2 separate regions of the Rattus norvegicus genome follow, and region 1 is linked to region 2. The links are chromatin contacts, called in public Hi-C maps. All regions are on one chromosome and are shown on one strand. Each heading gives the region's core, a stretch centred on a gene start, on an enhancer-like site or on the middle of the called end of the contact. The rest is flanking DNA. Distances are from core to core; before and after follow the strand shown. Region 1 has its middle 23 kb from the start of Lyrm7. Region 2 holds the start of Cdc42se2 (CDC42 small effector 2).

What was found. A called contact is a pair of places that touch in the nucleus more often than the background predicts.
Region 1: a contact with region 2 is called in a Hi-C map of frontal cortex, with 2.5 times the contacts expected there. The contact joins the enhancer-like site here to the promoter of Cdc42se2 in region 2. A contact is called at or near these places in 3 of 12 Hi-C or Micro-C datasets (the A7r5 cell line, frontal cortex and prefrontal cortex).

The regions. Positions count from the first base shown.
Region 1 is chr10:39,459,991-39,462,756 of GRCr8, reverse strand. No RefSeq gene overlaps it. Among named protein-coding and RNA genes, the nearest start is that of Lyrm7, 23 kb to the left of the region's middle. Within about 2 kb of position 1,471, at least 25 of the 93 cell types and tissues checked have an H3K27ac peak or open chromatin away from gene starts, as enhancers often do.
Region 2 is chr10:39,404,350-39,407,049 of GRCr8, reverse strand. It overlaps Cdc42se2 (CDC42 small effector 2), which reads left to right and starts at 1,278. Exons shown (of 6, transcript NM_001126089.2): 1 at 1,278-1,364.

The sequences.
Region 1 (2,766 bases), core at 222-2,721, 56 kb before region 2:
TCACACAGACATACACGGAGGCAAAACACCAGTGCACGTAAAATAAAAATAAAAGTATTTTAAAAATTGTCTATTAAGATATAATACACAATGTGATGCGGTTATACTGTCTTTTATATCCATTTTGAAATTCATTTTGTGTGTGTGCGCGGACACGTATGCGCCTGTGTGTGTGCACATGTGTGGGATATGTGCATGTGAGTGCAGTTGCCTGTGGAGCTAGAGCTGTCAGACCTCCTGGAACTAAGAGTTATGCAAGATCAGAACCAGACTGAGTTGGGTTCTGGGAGCTGGAGTCAGGGCCTCTGGAAGAGGGAACAGTGTTTTCAACTGCTGAGCCATCTCTCCAGCATCTAGTTTTACTATCTTAAAGAAATGTAAGTGGGGCTTGACAAGTATTAATCGGGGCTGGGCATGATTATGTACTTGTTTTAATACCAGCACCCAGGAGGCAGAGGTAACCTGGTCTACATAGTGAGTTCCAGGACAGCCAGAGCTGTGTGGAGAGACCTCCATCTTAAACAAAACAAAATATTAAACGGGCCCGAGAGAGAAAAAAGTGTACTTCTCTTGCAAGTAGCAGAACTCAAGTTCTGCATGTCCCCAAACCCAGATCATAGTGACTGGCTCCAAGGGGTGTGACACCCTTCCCTCCATCCTCCAGGAACCTGTATTCACATGTGTGTGACTACACACACACACACACACACACACACACACACACACACAGTCAAAGACAAAAGCTAAGTATAAAATAACTCTAGGGGCTGGAGAGATGGCTCAGCGGTTAAGAGCACAGACTGCTCTTCCAGAGGTCCTGAGTTCAATTCCCAGCAACCACATGGTGGCTCACAACCATCTGTAATGAGATCCGATGCTCTTTTCTGGTGTATCTGAAGACAGCTACAGTGTACTTATATATAAAATAAATGAATAAATCTAAAAAAAAAAATAACTCTAGACCTAACACTGTTTTTGAGAATAAGAATAGAAGTTTAAAAATAGTTTTGAGACAGGGTCCCACATAGCTTCGGTTAGCCTCAAACTCACTATATTCCAAGGCCGACCTAAACCGTCTGATGCTTCTGCCTTCTTCCCATCCTGGGGCTGGGATTGCCGGTGTGCACCCTGTGCCTGCTTTAGGAGAAAACCAGCTCTTGCTGGTGATGGAGGAGTACTCTGTGGAGGCTTAAGCTTCTGGGCACACACAGCTGACATAGCTTTTTTTTTTTTCAACAGGAAAGAGAAAAAGACTCATGTTTTAGCTGGGGTTCCCAGGGAAAAAGATTCTGCGACAGAGGGTTGCTTGTGGGAGGTTTAAATTAGAGAGCTCGTGGGAAGCGAAGAGGACAAGATGGAGCAGAGCCTGGGGCTGAAATGGCATTCAGAGTCTGCTCACACTGAAACAGGAGATTGGGACTCCGCGTCCCGGCATCAAGGCCTGGCCTGCCTGGAGAGGGGCAGACTCAGGAAAGAGCAGTGCCAGTGAGCCTCAGTCCAACATTCCCTGCAGCTAAGGAGAGAGGGCTCCTGCAGGCCTCTGGGCCGTGCACAAGGAACACAAACCATGTTCACTGTCACCGCCTCAGCTTGCCAGAGGCGGCTGAGTATTTCTCCGAGGAGCAGCCAGTCTGTGAGGCAAGAAGCTGCGTACAAGCAGAAAGCCACGTGAATGAAAGCACCTTCCAGTCATTCGTCCAGCTAATATTTTTCTAGTTTGACTCACATGGAAAAAAGAAAAGTCCACTAAAGGGTGAGCAGGAGACAGGACTCTAGGCATGGTTATGTCACTGAAAATGGTGCGTTTGAGGAAATCATGAATGTGTTCCCCCTGGGGACTTCTGCTTATATCGCCTAGTGTGCGTGGAAGCCTGAGTCCTACTACCCCCAAGCACTTAGAACAGAACAAAACAAAAACAAAGCCGATGCTAGGCTGGTTAGAATTATTTTAAATTAAAAAAAAATTTGTTTTTGGGGGGGAGATGGTCACATTAACCTTCAGGAGTTGGTTCTCTCCTTCCATCACATGGGTCCGAAGCATTAAACTCAGGCTGTCAGACTTGGCAGCAAGCACCTTTACCCACTGAGCCATATCCCCAGCCCTAGTTGGAATTATTTTAATGAAGCCCACTGCAGCTAACTCTATAAAACAATGGGGCAGAGAAGGAATTGGGGACGCTGCTCACTTGACAGATAACCTGCCTAACATGCCTGAAGCCCAAGTTCCATCTCAAGCTCTGCAGAAACCAGGAGATCAGAGGTTCAAAAGTTCAAAGCCGGTCTGGGATTATGTGAAAGCCTGTTGCAAGAAATAGATTCAGTTAGCTTCTGAAGGGGGCTGGAGACAGCTCAGCGGTTAAGAGCACTGACTGCTCTTCCCGAGGCCCTGAGTTCAATTCCCAGCAACCATATGGTGGCTCACAACCATCTGCAATGGGATCTGATGCCCTCTTCTGGTGTGTCTGAAGGCAGCTACTGTGTACTCATATGAATAAAATAAATCTTAAAAAAAAAAAAAAGACAAGGGGCTTTATCTTAAAAACAAAATTAGCTTCTGAAGAACTATAGTGGGTCAAATTAGGGAAGCAGAGAAACACCGATTAGAAGCACGCAGGCACCCTCACTTCCTACTTAACTCGAGAGACCGACTGCTTTCCTGGCGATAACCTACCAGGCAAGGCTCGCTCAGCATGCCCAGAGGGGAAACGGTGAGAATTTGTTATTGTTGCAACAGCTGCTTTGCTGTTTGGCTTGTCGCTTACCTGC
Region 2 (2,700 bases), core at 29-2,528:
GAGGGGTGAAGGTAGACATTAAAGAATGTCCTAGTCCCTGAGTGCAGTCTGGACTTTGCAAGCATCAGTGAGGTTGGGGATGAATTCTGAGACCTACAGGGGAAAATAAAAAATCTCAGGGACTTTGTCAGCCATTGTAAAGATCTTATCTTCTACAGTAACTGGAACACTGGTGGATTTTGATCAGATGAGACATGAGCTGACTCTCTTTGTGGGAGGATATTTTCCCTGTTGTTTTGACAACACAGTTTGTTGATGGTGGTTAGGGAGGCCATTTAAGAAACCCACTGGAAGTACGACTGAGGCCACGGATGATAGAAACAATGTAGGTGAACAGTCTGATTTTATTTCGAATGAACCGTACCAATTACCCTTATGGACAGATGCAATATTGAGAATTGGAGGAACCAAGGAATACTCCAGTTTTGGGATTGAACTCCTAGAAAAAAGCCTACCAATCGTGATGGTCACGCAGCTCCCTGTCTGAGTATGTGCGGCTAGATTCCAGTGGAAAGACACCCATTTGTTCCTTGCTTCTGGGTAGGTAAAGTGTACAGCTAATGTAGTCGTAAGACAGAATGTGGTGGCTGAGTTAGGAGGACTGCTGTGAGATCCAGGTCAGCCAGGATTCTACTACAAAAGTCTTTAGGCATGTGACACTTGTCATCCCAGCACTCGGGAGATGGAGGCACAAGATCCAGACCACCCTTAGCTATATGGTGAGTTGGAGGCCAGTCTGGGCTACAAAAAGACCCTCTCTCAAACAATGACAAACCAAAACTAAAACCAAAACCGATCCCACAAGAAGTCACAGAGACACACCGGACACTTTTCAAATGCTAGGTGGATATTCTTGGCTCTCCAATGAGTCAGTGATTCTGATTCCTTAAAAGTAGCATGATCTAAGCGTTTGGACAAATAGTTTTCTTCGACTGCTACTGAGAGACATCTGGTGCTAGCCAGCTCTGCCTAGCAGCGCCCTCGCTTGCCCGGGCGCGTCTATGGCCGGATCCAGATAGCAAGGTGTTGTGGTGCGAGGCCCCGGCCTCCATCTTCCCCATCGCCCACCCAGCGGTCACTCTGTGCGCGCTTCGCATCCCCTAGGTCTCGCCACTCCCTCGATGGGCGGCGCTTCACAGCGACCAGCCCGCCTACTGGGAGAGAATGGGCGGGTCCCTGTAGCGGGGGAGTATCCGCGCAGCCGCACACACAGTTTGTGGCTCCGCCTCTGCGCGCCAGAGACTAGGCGGGAGGGCGGAGCCCGAAGCCGGGAGCGCAGCTGCTGGCGTGTGGAGATCCTAGGAGCTTCGGAGCCGGCGCTCGGAGCCGCGCGACTGGAGCAGGCGGCGGAGACAAAGGCGACGGTGAGTGTGGGAGAGGGCCCCGCGATGGCCCTGCCGCTCGAGGCGCCAAGTACAGAGCCGCGGCTCGGAAGGCTGAGGGCCCGGGCCTCTCCGCGCTGCGGACTTGGGCAGCGGACTGGGGCTGAGGGCTGAGGCTGCGGCGGCTCCATTTTCCAGTCTGGGCGAGGTCCTCACGCGAGGACCGGCAATGGTTCTCTTCATTCTCCGTGAGGCCAGTTTCCACTGTAGCTTGCACCTTCCCGATGGGGGAGGCGCTACGGACCCCTCCCCCAGTCAGCATCCCGGCCAGTCTGGACCGGCGCGGAGCGGCTGGACTCCGGGATTCCGACTCCCGCCCGGCCTCCCCGGGACCCCGGGACCCCGGGAAAGGAAGCCCGGCCACTGCTTTGCAGTCGCTCCGGCGACTCTTACAGGTTGTTGCACCGGGAGATCCCATCTACGGTGGTGAGCATTACTAACGGGTGTGGTAGGTAGCGGCTCACTGACGTCGCGTTTCGAGCTGAGGAGCAGCCCCATGCCGGTTGATTTCGGGCAACCCTGGGAATTCCGCGTTAGCAGCCGTGATTGCTGCTGCTGAGCTTTCCTGGAGGAGTTTGGTGGTGATGTGCAGAGCGCAGAACTGAAACATTCTGGGCCTGGGAGTACAGCTTAGTGGTGGGGAACTTGCCTTGAATGTAGGAGGCCCAGAGTGGTTCAGTTCCCCAGTACTCCCACCCGCCACAAAGAAAAAGAGAAAATTAAATGCTTTATCAAATGTCTTACCGCATAATACATGCTCAGTAAAATACTGATGTAATGAATGAATCTCAAAACACCACACGAAGCTATTCCTACTAGTAAGATTAGGCACATAGCTTCTTGACTCGGATAAAGGACTCTTGGAAAGAATGCTAGGCAAGTTTTTGACTCCCCCCTCCCATGTAAACTAGCGATAACTAGTCAGTCATTCTTGACAGTTTTGCAGGCAGTACCTTTGAGATGTGGAATTTTTGAGAGCAGTTGGGTTACAAATTTCTGTTTCTTAGCAGACCCGATTTCTCCTCTTCTTTGAAAATAATTGAGAAAGATGTTTGGGGTATATTTTGAGGTCTATCTTTCTATGTAGTAGGAGTAAAGAAGTGTATGTGCTTTTGAGGGGCTGTGGCATGGTCTTGAATCTATCTCTGTGAGTTAGGGAGCGTTCTGAACTTTGAGGGAGGGGACCTTGGTGGTTTAACGTCACTGTTTACCCAGCATACTCATTAGACACGTATTAAGTGCAGAGAGATTTTGAATGCTGTTTGTGGAAGGGAACAAAACTCCAAATGATTTCTCTCTTAAGCTTGAGCATGAAGTT